2 separate regions of the Mus musculus genome follow, and region 2 is linked to region 1. The links are chromatin contacts, called in public promoter capture Hi-C maps. All regions are on one chromosome and are shown on one strand. Each heading gives the region's core, a stretch centred on a gene start, on an enhancer-like site or on the middle of the called end of the contact. The rest is flanking DNA. Distances are from core to core; before and after follow the strand shown. Region 1 holds the start of Acnat1 (acyl-coenzyme A amino acid N-acyltransferase 1). Region 2 holds the start of Baat (bile acid-Coenzyme A: amino acid N-acyltransferase).

Evidence for each region. Capture Hi-C pulls out chosen DNA fragments and counts their contacts.
Region 2: a contact with region 1 is called in a promoter capture Hi-C map of adipose tissue. The contact joins the promoter of Baat here to the promoter of Acnat1 in region 1. A contact is called at or near these places in 3 of 39 promoter capture datasets (hematopoietic stem and progenitor cells and liver), 1 of 484 Hi-C or Micro-C datasets (embryonic stem cells), 2 of 115 datasets of contacts at active chromatin or transcription factors (both in embryonic stem cells) and 3 of 9 other capture datasets (adipose tissue, liver and pancreatic islet).

The regions. Positions count from the first base shown.
Region 1 is chr4:49,447,319-49,454,465 of GRCm38.p6, reverse strand. It overlaps Acnat1 (acyl-coenzyme A amino acid N-acyltransferase 1), which reads left to right and starts at 3,357. Exons shown (of 3, transcript NM_001164565.1): 1 at 3,357-3,822; 2 at 5,168-5,370; 3 at 6,556-7,147. The coding sequence starts at 3,357. The coding sequence ends at 7,137.
Region 2 is chr4:49,503,775-49,510,921 of GRCm38.p6, reverse strand. It overlaps Baat (bile acid-Coenzyme A: amino acid N-acyltransferase), which reads left to right and starts at 4,364. Exons shown (of 4, transcript NM_007519.3): 1 at 4,364-4,593. It overlaps Gm32894 (a long non-coding RNA gene), which reads right to left. Exons shown (of 3, transcript XR_881264.1): 3 at 6,449-6,882. Gm52736 (a long non-coding RNA gene) reads right to left here and starts at 378. Exons shown (of 2, transcript XR_003955403.1): 1 at 162-378; 2 at 1-71.

The DNA.
Region 1 (7,147 bases), core at 2,108-4,607:
AGTGTAGCAGAAAACACCTCCATAAAGCCCTTCGTTTTATTTTTAGGAAATGCAAAACAAAGGCATTCAGGTTTGTTCTGATGAGTAGAAAAACCTGTGAGTACAGGAAGCTAAGAGCCCATGCCCAATTCTTCCCAGAAAGAATAGAAAATAAAAAATAGTCAAGGAGAAAATGTATTTTGTAATTTAAAGAAAAAATAAGTTTCAGGGGCAGCTATAATATTCAGACACTTGAGTCACTGAGGAAAGAATTCTTTCAGCCTATGAAATGAAGCTAGCCTGCACAATATCACAGCCTATGGAATGAAGCTAGCCTGGACAATAGAACAAGAACAATTTCTTTAAGAAAGTGTGTAACATATTTTCAGGCACTGCCCTCCTACTGCTACATTAAAAATAAACTTAGTTCTTGTAAGACAGTGGGAGCAGAGGATCAGGCATTCAAGGCTAGCCTCAGCTACATAGTGAGTTTGAAACCTGACTGTGCTGCATGAGATCCTGGTTTCGAAAACAACCAACCAGCCAAACAAACAAACAAACAAACAAAATCACCAACCCAAAGCAAAAAAGCAAAATACAACAACAACAACCACACTCAAAGCTGAATTCAGGCCATTCAGTAAGTGATAAAGATCTACCTGAGACTTGTGAGTAATCGTGAATTTAAACATGAACCAGTAACCCTAGACTGGCCATGAAGCCAAAGGGTACGTAATACAATTAGCTGTGCCATCCTGGCCTATAGGTAACAAAATCAAAGGAAACGGGTGGCAACAAGTACTGTTATTTCTTTCAGGTCATAAAATCATAAAACTAAATGACATGTAGACAATAATCAAGAAATTTAGTATTCCTTGTTGTCAATACGCACCTGTGAGTTCTATACCAAATAGCAACTTTCAGCTCAGTACAAGGTTAAATATTTGTAACATAAACATATGCATGCATGTGAGTATATGTGTTTGTGTGTGTGTGAGAGAGAGAGAGAGAGAGACAGACAGACAGAGACAGAGAGAGAGGGAGAGGGGGAGGGGAGGGGGAGGGAGAAAGAGGAAGAGGAAAAAGAGTCAGAGAGGCAGAGACAGACAGAGACAGAGACAGAGAGCCAAGGTCTGACTTTGTTGCCACTCAGCCTAGCCTGCAACTTGCTATGTAGCTCATCCTGCCCCAATCATGTGTTGATCCTTCTGCCTCTACCTCTCAAATAGAAGGGTTACATCTGTGCTCCACTGTGTTTGACTGTAAATGGAACAGTACTAAGGTTTCGTTGGCCCTATAGGGTGGAACACTACTTTCATGTCCAAGGTCCTGGTCAATTTTGGAAAAGGGCATTTTTGCACTCCTTCAATTAAAACTACAAGAAACAGAGACCCTAGGAACACTCCTCATTTTCCCTTATTCCTGCCTTGTCTCCCCAAGATGTTTTGATCATTTCTTTATAAGAAAGTGTAACTTTCCAGGCTCCAAGATGACTCAGCAGATAAGAGTGCTTGCCTTCAAGACTGATAATCTGTGTGGTCCCATGGTGGAAGGAGAAAACTGACTCAAGCAATATGTCCTCTGACTACACATGCAAACAGACAAACAGACAGACTGACAGACTGAAACATACAAACACAGAGCCACACACACACACAGAGCCACACACACACACACACACACACACCACACACGCACACACACATACCCTTTAACTCTAATGAAAATAATCTAAAGAATGTTTCCTCCAAAGCAAACACGTAATAAAAAAAACAAATAAAAAGCAAACAAATAATAATATGGCAGTCTGCTTTCATAGACAGAAAATGTGTGTGTGTGTGTTTTTATGAACAGCAAATACCAATGCCTAACTTCTTCACTATGTGTTTTACCATCTACAGTATAACATAGGAAACATTTATTTTAGTCTGTCTAACTTACTGAGTTTTATTCCTCCAGGGGTGTACCATGTATGACACCCTATCTTTAAAATGCATTCTGAGACACCTCTAAGTCTATAATAAAAAGAGTCCTGGAATCTATAATCTGTTCTCCTGGCCAGTCAGAGTTTGCCAATTGTCTCTGTTTACCCTGCACCAATTATATTGTTTGAGTTAGCTCAGGGGTAGATACCGTGAGAAGATTCTTGGAATAGTGGAGTCATGCAGCTATGTACTTCTCTGTGCTCAATGATCTCCAGGGCAAAAGGAAGTTGATTGTAGGGTTTTCCTAAAAAGACATAGATATAATTTTTTTTTTAAAGAAAAAAGACATAAAATGAATCATAATGAAGAAAGTCCCCAAGAATGAAACACTCAGAGACCAAAACCCCAAAGTTGTAGCAATCTGTTGGGCCTTGATGGAGCTGTCAATCAGCAGTGTTGGCTTCAAGACCCTCAGTGTTTCCAGTGGATAAGGCTATGCCAGGGTAGGGAGAGGAGAGAGTGGGGAAGGAGAGGGAGAGATGGGGGAGGAGAGTGAGAGATGGAGGAGGAGAGGAGAGAGATGGGGGAGGAGAGGAGAGAGCAGGAACATTGGTCATGTTACAGTGATCAAATGAGCTAAATGACATGCTAAACTCTGGTCAGTAATGGAGAGCAAAATTGGGAATTCTAACTAGATTTGACCCCACAGATTCATGTCCCAGCTACTATAAAACTGTAGTTTTGTGGTTTTGAATAAATTGAGCATTAATGCTATGGACATTATACCCCAACATGAATTTCTGTGAAGTTTTAAGAGAGGTATCACATGGATCCAAAAGATTACACCTCTCCTGCCCAATTTGGTCTGGAGTGATTAGATAATAATAGGTAATCTATTATGGTGGTGATGTAACTAGGGGCACAGGGTGCCTTTTTTTCAAGTTCACAGTTTCATTGGTAAAGGGATTTTAAAGGGACACAGAATGGAACATGAGGAGAATTTATTGCAGTCAGAACAAGAGTTTCCTTGATACGAGAGTGAATATGGAGAAATGGAAAGTTAGATTTGCAAAATTCTGTCCTGTTCCTGTTTTCTAATTGTGACTGGACTTGCAACTCTAGACATGTAAAGAAAGATCAAACAGAACCTACACCACTTAGATAATCATTAGTCTGTGAAACTTGTTTAAATAAAGAAGGGCCTGGTGGATTGTGAGTCAGGGCCACAGAAGCCACTCCCTCCCTCCCCTTGCTGACTCCTTATCTTCAAGATCCTGGTTGGGGGAAGGGGGGCACACACACACCTTCCACCACCAACATCTCTCTACTTCTCAGAGCTACACATTTCATACTAAAGTCCTTGAAAGCCTTGAGGACAGCCTTGCCTTGGACTTTTCAGTCTCCAGCTTATTTTCCTTTCATCACAGGGAGGAAGCGCCCCTTAACACCTTGATGATGATCAAGTTGATAGCCACACCTTCAAATGCCCTTGTGGATGAGCCTGTGTCCATTCGAGCAACAGGCCTGCCTCCATCGCAGATAGTGACCATCAAGGCAACAGTGAAAGATGAAAATGACAATGTGTTCCAATCCCAAGCCTTCTACAAGACTAACGAGGCTGGTGAGGTGGACCTGGAGAAGACACCGGCCTTGGGGGGTGACTATGTAGGGGTCCACCCAATGGGCCTCTTTTTCTCTCTGAAACCCAAGAAGGCTTTCCATAGGCTGATGAAGAAAGATGTGATGAACAGCCCCTTTTGCATCTGTTTGGACCTGTACGACTCTGTTAACTGGCTAGAAACAGTCAGGATTCCATCCAAGGCCAGCCAGAGAGTGCAGCGCTGGTTTGTTGGCCCTGGGGTTAAGCGGGAACAGATTCAAGAAGGTCGGGTTCGGGGAGCCCTTTTTCTCCCTCCAGGTGAGACAATCTTTGTTGAGTATAGATTATTAAAGGTTTTTTTTTTTTTTCCTACTTGTGAGCTCTTTTTTGCTATAGGAATTTTCACATGATATTGGGAATATAGGTGTATGGAAATAGGTGTAGAAATCCGTTACTGATAATGTATGGAAAATACTTTCAAAATTGTTCTTTGGTATACATACAATTGTACCATTTATTAGAGAAAAAGCAAATTTGCAAACTGATGGATGAATGGGCTTGCCTGTTTTTCCAAAAGGAATTAAGCTTTGGTGGAATATTGGAGATTTCAGGATATGGATAGATATCTCTACTATTTTCAGGATTCACTGAGATTTTGGTCATATAATTGTCAATGCTAAGAAATCTGCTCCACATAAATAGGTAGTGCCAAATTGCAGCAGTATGTTTAGGGCCATTTAACAACCTGTTGAAAAATTCTATGCTTCTCCTAAGTCAGAGTTCACTGGATGAAATATTATGAAACTCAATTCAGTAAGGCAAAGGGCAGTTTTAAAAGTCAGACACTAGGGTGTGGTGGCACAAGCCTTTAATCCCAGCACTCAGGAGGCAGAGGCAGGCAGATTTCTGAGTTCAAAGCCAGCCTGGTCTACAAAGTGAGTTCCAGGACAGCAAGGGCTACACAGAGAAACCCTGTCTCAAAAAACCAAAAAAAAAAAAAAAAAAAAGAAAAAAAAAAAAGAAAAAAATCAGACACTAACACAATACAACATGAAGGTTTCCTAATTTGATACATGCTGAAGAATGATGGCTGGAACACACCAGAAGCCCTCATGCTTTCTGTAATTAAAGCACCATGGGTTTATAAGAACAAAGAACTGCCTGTTGTGCTGTAGAAGCACTGCCGTCCATTGCATACAACAAATAAATCTGAATCTGAGCCCAGGTGTTGGAGGTAACAGAGACTGATGACTGTGCTATTCTGGCCCCGGTGGAGATAAGTGGACCTGCTGTGCATTCAGAACCAGGGTAAAGTGAAGCCTTGTGGGCAGCAGCAGACCTTGGGACCACTGCTCATTTCATTTTGAATTAAATTTTGGTCATTGCACATTCACATGATTTCTTATGGTCAGCTTTTTCCCATATTCACTTACATGAGCCTGAATGGATTTGTGACTCACAATTTAAGAAGCTATGACATAAGGTAGCAATTTCTATGAACTGTAATGTGGACATTTGTGTATGCACACATGCATGTGTGAGAGTGTGTGAACATGAACCACTGTATGCCTATATATACTTCCTTGTGCTAACTTTCCTTTGACTGTCATACTTAGCTCTTTTTTTTTATTCCGTTTTCCTCTTTCTTTTTTTTTTCTGCCAGGGAAAGGTCCTTTCCCAGGAATTATTGATTTGTTTGGTGTCATTGGGGGTCTAGTTGAATTTCGTGCCAGTCTTTTGGCTTCCCATGGCTTTGCAGTGCTGGCGTTGGCGTATTTTGCCTATAAAGACCTGCCTGAGAAACTGCAAGAGGTGGACTTGGAGTATTTTGAAGAAGCTGCCAACTTCCTACTATCTCACCCCAAGGTATTGAAAATAAATTTCATTTTATCTTGTGAAATCATAGGAAAGAAAAAGCGCAGGTGTCTCATCCGTTCTGTGCAGTCTTGGGCTGAGCACAGTTTATGCTTTAAAAGTGATAGGATTGTTGAGTTGCTCACTGGTTACTGGTTACTAGCATACAAAAGGCAAAAAAAAAAAAAAAAATACACAGTGCACACATTGTGACTCTCTTCACTGGGAAAAGCCAAGACATGTTCCATTTGAAGCTCTTAAAACATATTCATGTGTCTCTTTAATGTTCTATCAGCTACTGATCCTAAATCCTGAACTTGATATGTTTTCATACATCAGTGATGATCTCTACATGATTCTTTCTCCCAAAGTTTTGATATTTGTGCTAATAACCAAATTTGTGCTCATGTCTCTCTAGTGCATGGAATTACAGCTGTGAAACACCACTCTTGCCTCTCTTTTAAACATAGATCCAAGGAGCTGAACTCTTGTCCTCATGTTTGCCAGCAAGCCTCCTACCCCTGAGCTATCTCCTCACCCCCAAATACTTTTCTCTAGTGAAGTCAAGAGTGTGATTCTCTAGAAGCCTAACTTCCTCTGCTCTTGGCTTGTTCATTCAATATTGCTAGGTTCTAATTACATTTTTTACAACTTCACTTGAAAATGATTATTTATTTTCAGACAGGGTTTTCCTATATAGCATAGGTTGGACTGGAACACAAAATCTCTGGTCTCAGTTTCCCTAGTATTGGGATTATAGCTCCCTCTTCTGCACTCTTCTCAACATTATCTTCCAAGCTCCTGCATAACATTTGACAGAGCCCTTAACACCAAATGGATCTTCTAACCCAAAGTTCCAAAGTCCTTCCACAGTACTCCCTAAAACCTGGCCACCTTGTCACAGAAATACCCCACTATGCTGGTACCAATTTGCCTTAGTCAGAGTTTCTTTATGACTCTACTTTTCGTGAGGTTATAAGGTTATATTTTGATTGTTTAAAGATGGATGATAAGTATGTTCCCTGAAGATGGTAAAGCTCAGATAAGGTATTATTACATCAGTAGTAGATTCTTGATTTTGAAAGCTGGAAGACCTGAGTGTCAGAGTTTGACTGTTTTGAATGCCTGGCCTTCTGTCAGAAGAGCTTCCTCCCAGAGGCTGTATGTAAACTGTTTTTCCTTTGCTTTATATTTAAGATCCAACAGCCAGGAATTGGTGTGATCTCCACGAGCAAAGGAGCAGAGATTGGGCTAGCTATGGCCTGTTACCTGAAGCAGGTGATTGCCACGGTCTGCATAAATGGGGCCACCACCACCACAGCCGTCCCACTAAGATACCAGGATCTGGTTGTGACACCCATCCAACAGGCTCTGGAACGGATGGAGGTCCATGTTTCAGGGGCTGTATGCTTCCGTCACACTACACAATATCTCCAGAATAAGAATATACTTCCCGTGGAAAAGGCCCAGGGGAAGATCCTCTTCATTGTGGGAGAGAATGATGAATTGTTGGATAGCAAGTTACATGCACAGAGGGCCATGGACCGGCTCCGGAGGCATGGAAGAAGCAGTGGAAGGATGCTGGCATACCCTGGGGCAGGCCACCTCATAGAGCCACCTTATTCTCCCCTTTGCTTTGCATCCTGGCAACCTGTCCTGGGTCGACCCATGTGTTTTGGAGGAGATCTCATGGCTCACGCAGCAGCCCAGGAACACTCCTGGAGAGAGATCCAAAAGTTCTTCAGGAAACACCTCCTTCAATCCGGAAGCAAACTCTAAATAGAGTGTC
Region 2 (7,147 bases), core at 3,115-5,614, 55 kb before region 1:
GAACACATGGTGTGTGGCAACACAGATCTGATGGTGGGAAGATCCTGGGTATTCTATCAGTGTTCATTTCACTGCAGACAGGAAATATGATGTCAGTATTGTACATTTATTGAAACAGCTCAGTTCACATCATCTTAAAAATGTTTAAAGTGTGTTCCCACCTGTGTGTATAGTTGTGCAGATGTGTGTATCTCTGATGCCAAAAGAGGATCAGCTTGTTCTATGGGTGCTGGGGTCCAAACTGAAGTCTTCCTGATTGTACGGCCAACACTCAACCACTGAGTCATCTCTCCAGCCCATAGTTTGTTTTATTAGTTTGGTTTTGTGGGATTAAACTTAAACCTAGAAAGGAATGTTTTCCAAGTTCAGAGTCCTGAAGTAGCTGTATTGACTTTTTTTTTTTTCCTGTTAAATTAGTGGCCAGATAACACCACATAGTGACAGTGGAGTTTTAAACAAACAAAAGGTCAGGGAGAAGGTTGAGCAGGTAAAGGCACTTGTCACTGTGGAATTTGTCAAAAGACCCTTACTCAATAGGACCACAGACACTGCCACCAGTGCTGCAAAACACATGAGGATTTTTATTGATCCAACATGCTGGCACTCCCCTCTCAGCACACAGCCCAGAGGAGAGACCCAGAACAAAGAAAGAACACACTTTTTATACCTTTGTAAGGGGCAGATTTGAACAACAGGGTTCTCATTGGTGTAGCAAGTAACCCTTTTAGGGGTTTATTATGATTTGGTCAGCAAAGCAGTAATACATTTTGAACTTATGGATCAGTTATTAATGTCATAGCTATCAACGTCAGGGGAATTCTCACAACAAGGTCAGGGTGGTTTGTGGTCTTTGTCAGAATCCATTAGTCTTGCAAACTTTATATGCCTCAGTACAGGGGAATGCCAGGGCCAAAAAGTGGGAGGTGTGGGGGGGGAGTGGGGGGGCATGGGGGACTTTTGGTGTAGCATTGGAAATGTAAATGAAGAAAATACCTAATTAAAATTAAATTAAAAAAAAACAAAAAGAAAAAGCAAAACAAAACAAAGAATTCAATGTGGGGCAGTTGGCAGGAGAATTGCTAATTCTGTTATGGTTATTTCTCTGAGAACAGCTAATATTGTTTTGGCAGCTTGTAGGCTCAGTCATTTTGACCGCTAAAACTATGTTTTTACATTTGTTTAGTCAGCCACCTTCCTTATCTGGCTCTTCACTTGGCCTGCTAGTACAGTTTGGAAAGTCTTTTTTGAAGGGGGAAGGTACTGGGTGGTCTTGAATTCATTTTGGATATTGTATTACCAAGCCTGAGAACTTTAGGTCACTGTCCTCTGACCTTATATGGAGTATATGTTGCATGTGCATGTGCCAGTGTGCATGTACACATACACACTATATATGTATACATACATACATTGTAATACATACTGTATTTAAAACACGTATTTAAAAATTAAAAACTTCCTAAAGTGAAGTAGAAAGGAAGGAAGAAACCCAGGGTGCTAGGTCCCCTACCATGTAAGTTAATATGTAAGTTAATGTGTAGCCAGAGCGGTGGTTGCACTGCTTACTCTGTAGCCCAGTGTAAATTGCATTATCAAGAGCATCCTTGTCCTTTCATAGAAAAGCAGCTTCAAGTGAGAAAGGAAGTATGGGTTGGCTTGTAATCAAAGCAGTTTGCTCTGAGTTGATTGGAAATACATTAAAAAAATCACAACTCCTAAATTGAAAATAAATATCAGAATTTTTTTCCTCTGGGTTTTGATACTCAGTACCTCACCAGGATAAATACTCCTTTTGCTCCTTCCATGATGTTGGAGAGCTCTGAAGTTCCCACATGTGCTATCAGTACAGATGTTACCGGGGACCTGTGCTCACTAAGATGCTTTTGAGGGACACGGAAGACTACCACAAACCACTACCCTCTCTTTCATGTGGTCCCAATCTCTAACAATGGCTCTCCCTCTTTTTAGCACTTTTCTAGAATATTGTAGACAAAAACTCCTAGTCTGGAACACTATTAAACTATACTATTTGTGTTTCATTTAAAAGATGATTTTCTTTTTAGGTTAGGATTAAGATACATTAGAATTACACTCTGAAAATACATCATGAAATGGAAACATGACTATGCAATTTGAGAATAGTTCCTATAATCAACCGTCAATAGAATAAGAATAGGTTTAAAAAAAAAAGAACTATAATCAGTTTCTCCTGCTTGGATAAACTAGTTGACAAGTGAAACCTAGGAAGAGCCTAGTGGCTGATGCTAATGCAGGAAGGAATTCTACAGCTTGCAGGGCTGTGCCTAATTATCAGGGACTCACTGGAAAAATTCTTACAGATAAGTTTGACAGAGGTAGAGATACAGATTCCATTTCTGATGGCATTCTTCATCCCTACATGATCATAACTCTTCAAATTCTGGGAGATTGTAATGAGACATACAGATTCTTATCCTCTGCACATCTCTCTAGTAGCTGATAATTCACATTTATTCATATCTGTCTGCCCCACCTCTATATGTATGTGTATGTGTGGGGGGTGGTGTAAGAACCACCCCAGCCAACCATTCATTGTATATCTTTCTATATTTATTTATTATTTATGTGAGTCTCATCTGGTCATTAGTATATGCTAGAATCCTGAAGAAGTATGTCCTAATACCAGTGAAGGAATGGATGTGCTAACAAGGCAAGGGCAAATAGGCAAAGAGCAAAGGCTTCCTTTTTCGATGTCCTTATGTAAACTTCCAGCAGCAGGTATAGCCTAGATTAAAGGTGTGTATTCGTTCCTCAAGAGCCAGGTCAAATGTGTGTGTCTTCCTGCCTCAAAGGTCTGGACTAGAACTTCAAAAGAAGGAGGAGGAGGAGGAGGAGGAGGAGGAGGAGGAGGAGGAGGAGGAGGAGAAGAAGAAGAAGAGGAGGAGGAGGAAGGGAAGGAGGAGGGGAAGGAGGAGAAGGAGGAGGAAGAGGAGGAGGAGAAGGCGGAGGAGGGGAAGGAGGAGGGAGAGGAGGAGGAGGAGGAGAAAATCTCTCTCAGGTGAGCCCTCCATTTCTCTATTGTAGCTTATTCCAAATATAATCAAGTTAACAAGAATAGCCACCACAAGTATACCTCTTGTCAACTTGGCACACAATCATATTTTCTTAGGTCATGATTAATTTCAAAATGATAACTGTAACCAGATCACAATTAGACCTAAACATAATGTAACTACCCCACACACATTCACAACACATATATTTAACCAGGTCATACTTACCTCTAACATGATATAACTGTCCTTCATACATTCCAGATGTAGTCAAGTTGACAACAAGGAAAAGCCATCATACCTCTCTTCAACAATTCCTCTATTTTTTTCTCATTTTGTTTTTATTTTATGTATGTGGGTGTTTTGCTTGCATGTACATTCATGAACCACCTATGTGCCTCATGCTTCAAAAGTCAGAAAAGAGCATCAGATTATCTGGACCTGGAGTTACGGACAGTTATGAGTCACCGTGTGAGTGCTAGGAATATTCTTCCCCATGGAAGTACTGCCAGTGTTCCTGACCACAGAGCTGTCTCTTCAGCCCCATAATGCAATCAAATATAATTATGTTGAAATTTCCCATCAGGGTATCTGTTTTCCACTCATCGGATTTATTTGCTCCCTTTTTTTCCTACTCCTGCTGTGGCAGACTTTATTCCCAAAAGATTGCAGATGGCAGTACAAATATAAACAGAATAGTGCATGCGTATACATAGCATACCCTCTTCCCTTTCCCTTATTGCTGCTATTTAACTCACTATCAAAAAATCTCTGCTTCCTTCTCCTCATTTGAATTCTAACAGGGCCATATGCCTTCTTCACAAATATAAAATGGCTAAGACTATAGATTTCAGCTGTCTTAACTTTTGCCCTTCCAGCTGTGACGTGAAAAACCCAATCTGGATCATCTAGAAAGACCACAAGGAGGCTCCCATATCCTTGGTGTCCCCAGCTCTGTTCCAGTATTGAGAACAAACATGTGCAGGAGTGAATCCCAGATGATTCTATTCCCTTGCCTTGGAGATTTCCATGTGAAATAACACACACTGTGTCACAGAGACAGCCTCTTTTTTGTTGTTGTTTTACTCTTGTTTTTCTGAGACAGTCTCCCTATGTAGCCCAGGCTGGCTTTAACTTCCCTCCTGCCTCAGTCTCCCTAGTTCTGGGTACACAGGAGCTCTCTGCCACATTCCAGCAAAGGACGTGGTTTCAGAGGACTGTTGCTGTCAAAGACCAGAGTTTGTTAGGGCCTTTCCACACTAGAAGCCCGATGCTTTCATTTTTAGATCTTTATCTCAGGCATTTATTCAAAGTCCAAGTTCCAAGGTCTTAGTCTCTTCTCTGGGTTCAGCCTACTTATATCTGGTTGAGGAGGGAAATACTAAGATATTTTCCTCAGCTCTGACCGAATAGTCTGCATTTTTAAAAACTCTTCCATTATCTACAGTGTTGTCAGAGCCTTGGTTTGAGAGTCTCTGAGAAGTCCTGGGCATCTGTGCTGACCGACAGGGCCTCCTTCTCTAGAGCACACCACGTTCCTGAGGGTTGCTGTAAAACTACTGTAAGTGATTACTACCTCTGCCTTTCCTATGCAGCTTATCCTTTAATGAATTGCTCTGACGCCTGGTAGCTCTCTTATCTATTATCTCTTAGCTCAGCGAACTCTTGATAAGTACATGAAGTTATCATTATCTACCCGCAGAAAATCTTACATCACTTGAAAAACAGTGATATAAGAATCCTATGTTTACCAGATTTTCCTCTATTTGTCATATTTCATAGATAAACCTCATAAAACTTTTATTTTGAACAGGCTATATAGAGTTTTAACTTTTCCTAAGTTCACATATGTATCTATGTAAGTGATTAAATTTTGAAAAGGGCCTTTATATTTACCCAGATAATAAATGTGTTATTGCTCTTCATTTCTTGAAGTAGTATTTACTGAAAATGTATTTTCCCCATTTCCATTCCCCCATGGGACTTTCTTTCTTTCTTTCTTTCTTTCTTTCTTTCTTTCTTTCTTTCTTTCTTTCTTTCTTTCTTTCTCTCTCTCTCTCTCTCTCTCTCTCTCTCTCTCTCTCTCTCTCTCTCTCTTTCTTTCTTTCTTTCTTTGGTTTTTCGAGACCAGGCTGCCTCTGCCTCCCAAGTGCTGGGATTAAAGGCGTGCGCCACCGCGCCTGGCTGGGATTTACTTTCTATAGCCTTCAGGTTTGATGTGTATATTTCATAGGTAAGGAATTGTGAGCATTTTGTTTTATTTACTTGTTTTTCTCTTTCTTTTGAGCACTGTGATTGAGGGGTTATTGTCTCCTGCTTTGTTTAATGTCTTTTTGGTAGGGCCAACTGTCATTTTATGTTTGTTCTTTTCCTCTGCAATGTTTACTTTTCTCTGGCTACATTAAAATTTGCTCTCTGTGTTAAGAGTTTGATTATAATAAGAGCTGGGATTTCTGCTGGGTTTGTCCCCATATTTGTTATACTTCTTGTGACTGTAGCATGGTGGTTTTCAGTGAATTGAGGGGAAATTCAGCCCTAGTATTTTTTTTAAGATTTATTTATTATTATAAATAAGTACACTGTAGCTGTCTTCAGTCATACCAGAAGTGGGCATCAGATCACATTACAGATGGTTGTGAGCCACCATGTGGTTGCTGGGATTCAAACTCAGGACCTTTAGAAGAGCAGTCAGTGCTCTTAACTGCTGAGCCACCTCTCCAGCCCCTCAGGCCCTAGTTTTTAATAAGTATTTCCCCTTTGCTTATCTCTCATATGTCTTTCTAAGGGGCCAATTATTAGAGAATATATTCAGTATATTAAGCCATAAATATTTTCCTGTGTTTCCTGTGTCTCAAGTTCTCTAATCTTTTATCTTGATTTTTCCTCTTCATAGTTTAGCTTGAGCTGTTCTTATGTCTGCTTGGTGCCTTTTATTTGCTGTCTGGTAATTCCAACGTCTGGGCTATTTCTCTTTCTATAATAATGATTCTTTTTTTCTTGGATTCTATAATTTTAAATAACTTTTATGCAACTCAATGAAAAATAAATCCTGCGTGTGTTGTATATAAACAATATCTGAAAGGGGTAGGGCAATGATATTGCTTAGTGGGTAGAAGCACTTGCTGCCTACCTAGCCTAACAAGCTGAGTTCCATGTCTGGGGGCCACAGGATTGAAGGAGAGAGTCAACTCCCATCAACTATCACAGAAACTTTCTCTCTCTCTCTCTCTCTCTCTCTCTCTCTCTCTCTCTCTCTCTCTCTCTCTCTCTCACACACACACACACACACACACACATGTACACGTATACACAAATGCACACAGACCCACATATACACACATCCATACACTCACACACACATATCCATACACATACATACCCCCCCTCACACACACACAATTAATAAACAATTAAAAGAGCTTTGAACATGCTTTGTTGAGACTTGGGGCTAATCAGTGTGACCTGAGCCAAGTGTGAGTTGGGTCTGGGACTGTGACAGACTTATTAAGGTCAGTGCATCACTAACATCACTAATTTTATTAGTGGGGAGAGTAAGTCACCTTTCTCATCAAGAGATGGGCTTCACAGCACTGGTGAGCCCCTTGTAGGTTCTTTGGCTTTAACATCCATTTACTAGCCTTTTAAACTGAGGATTTCTGACGAGAGTTCTGGATCAGGGGTCACTAGGAAATTTGCTTGGCTCAGTGATAATACTCCTGGTTCGCTCAGCATAGGAACTTCTTTCTGCTCTTCCATCTTCATCCTCTGGAGGATGCTCTAAGTGAAGGCTCGAAAGCCTCGGTGGCTTCATCTCAGATTGTGATCTGTGTCTTGGTCTTCTGGTGATGTCCTGTAGACATGAACAGGTGGAGACAAGTTCTTAGTTTCTCAGAGTTCCATCAACCCAGACAGCACCTATCTAAAGTACACCTCTTTTTCTGTTTTGTTTCTCATCTCTCTATGTGACTTCCTTTCTGCTCCTTTATCATAAGTGAATATCAGAGAAGAAGGGACATTGTCCTGCTTCCTAGAAGTAGGTCTTTTTCACCCCCTGGAACTTGATCCATTTAGATCTCTGGCATACTCAGCAAAGTAAGTTAAGATGAAACTAACAC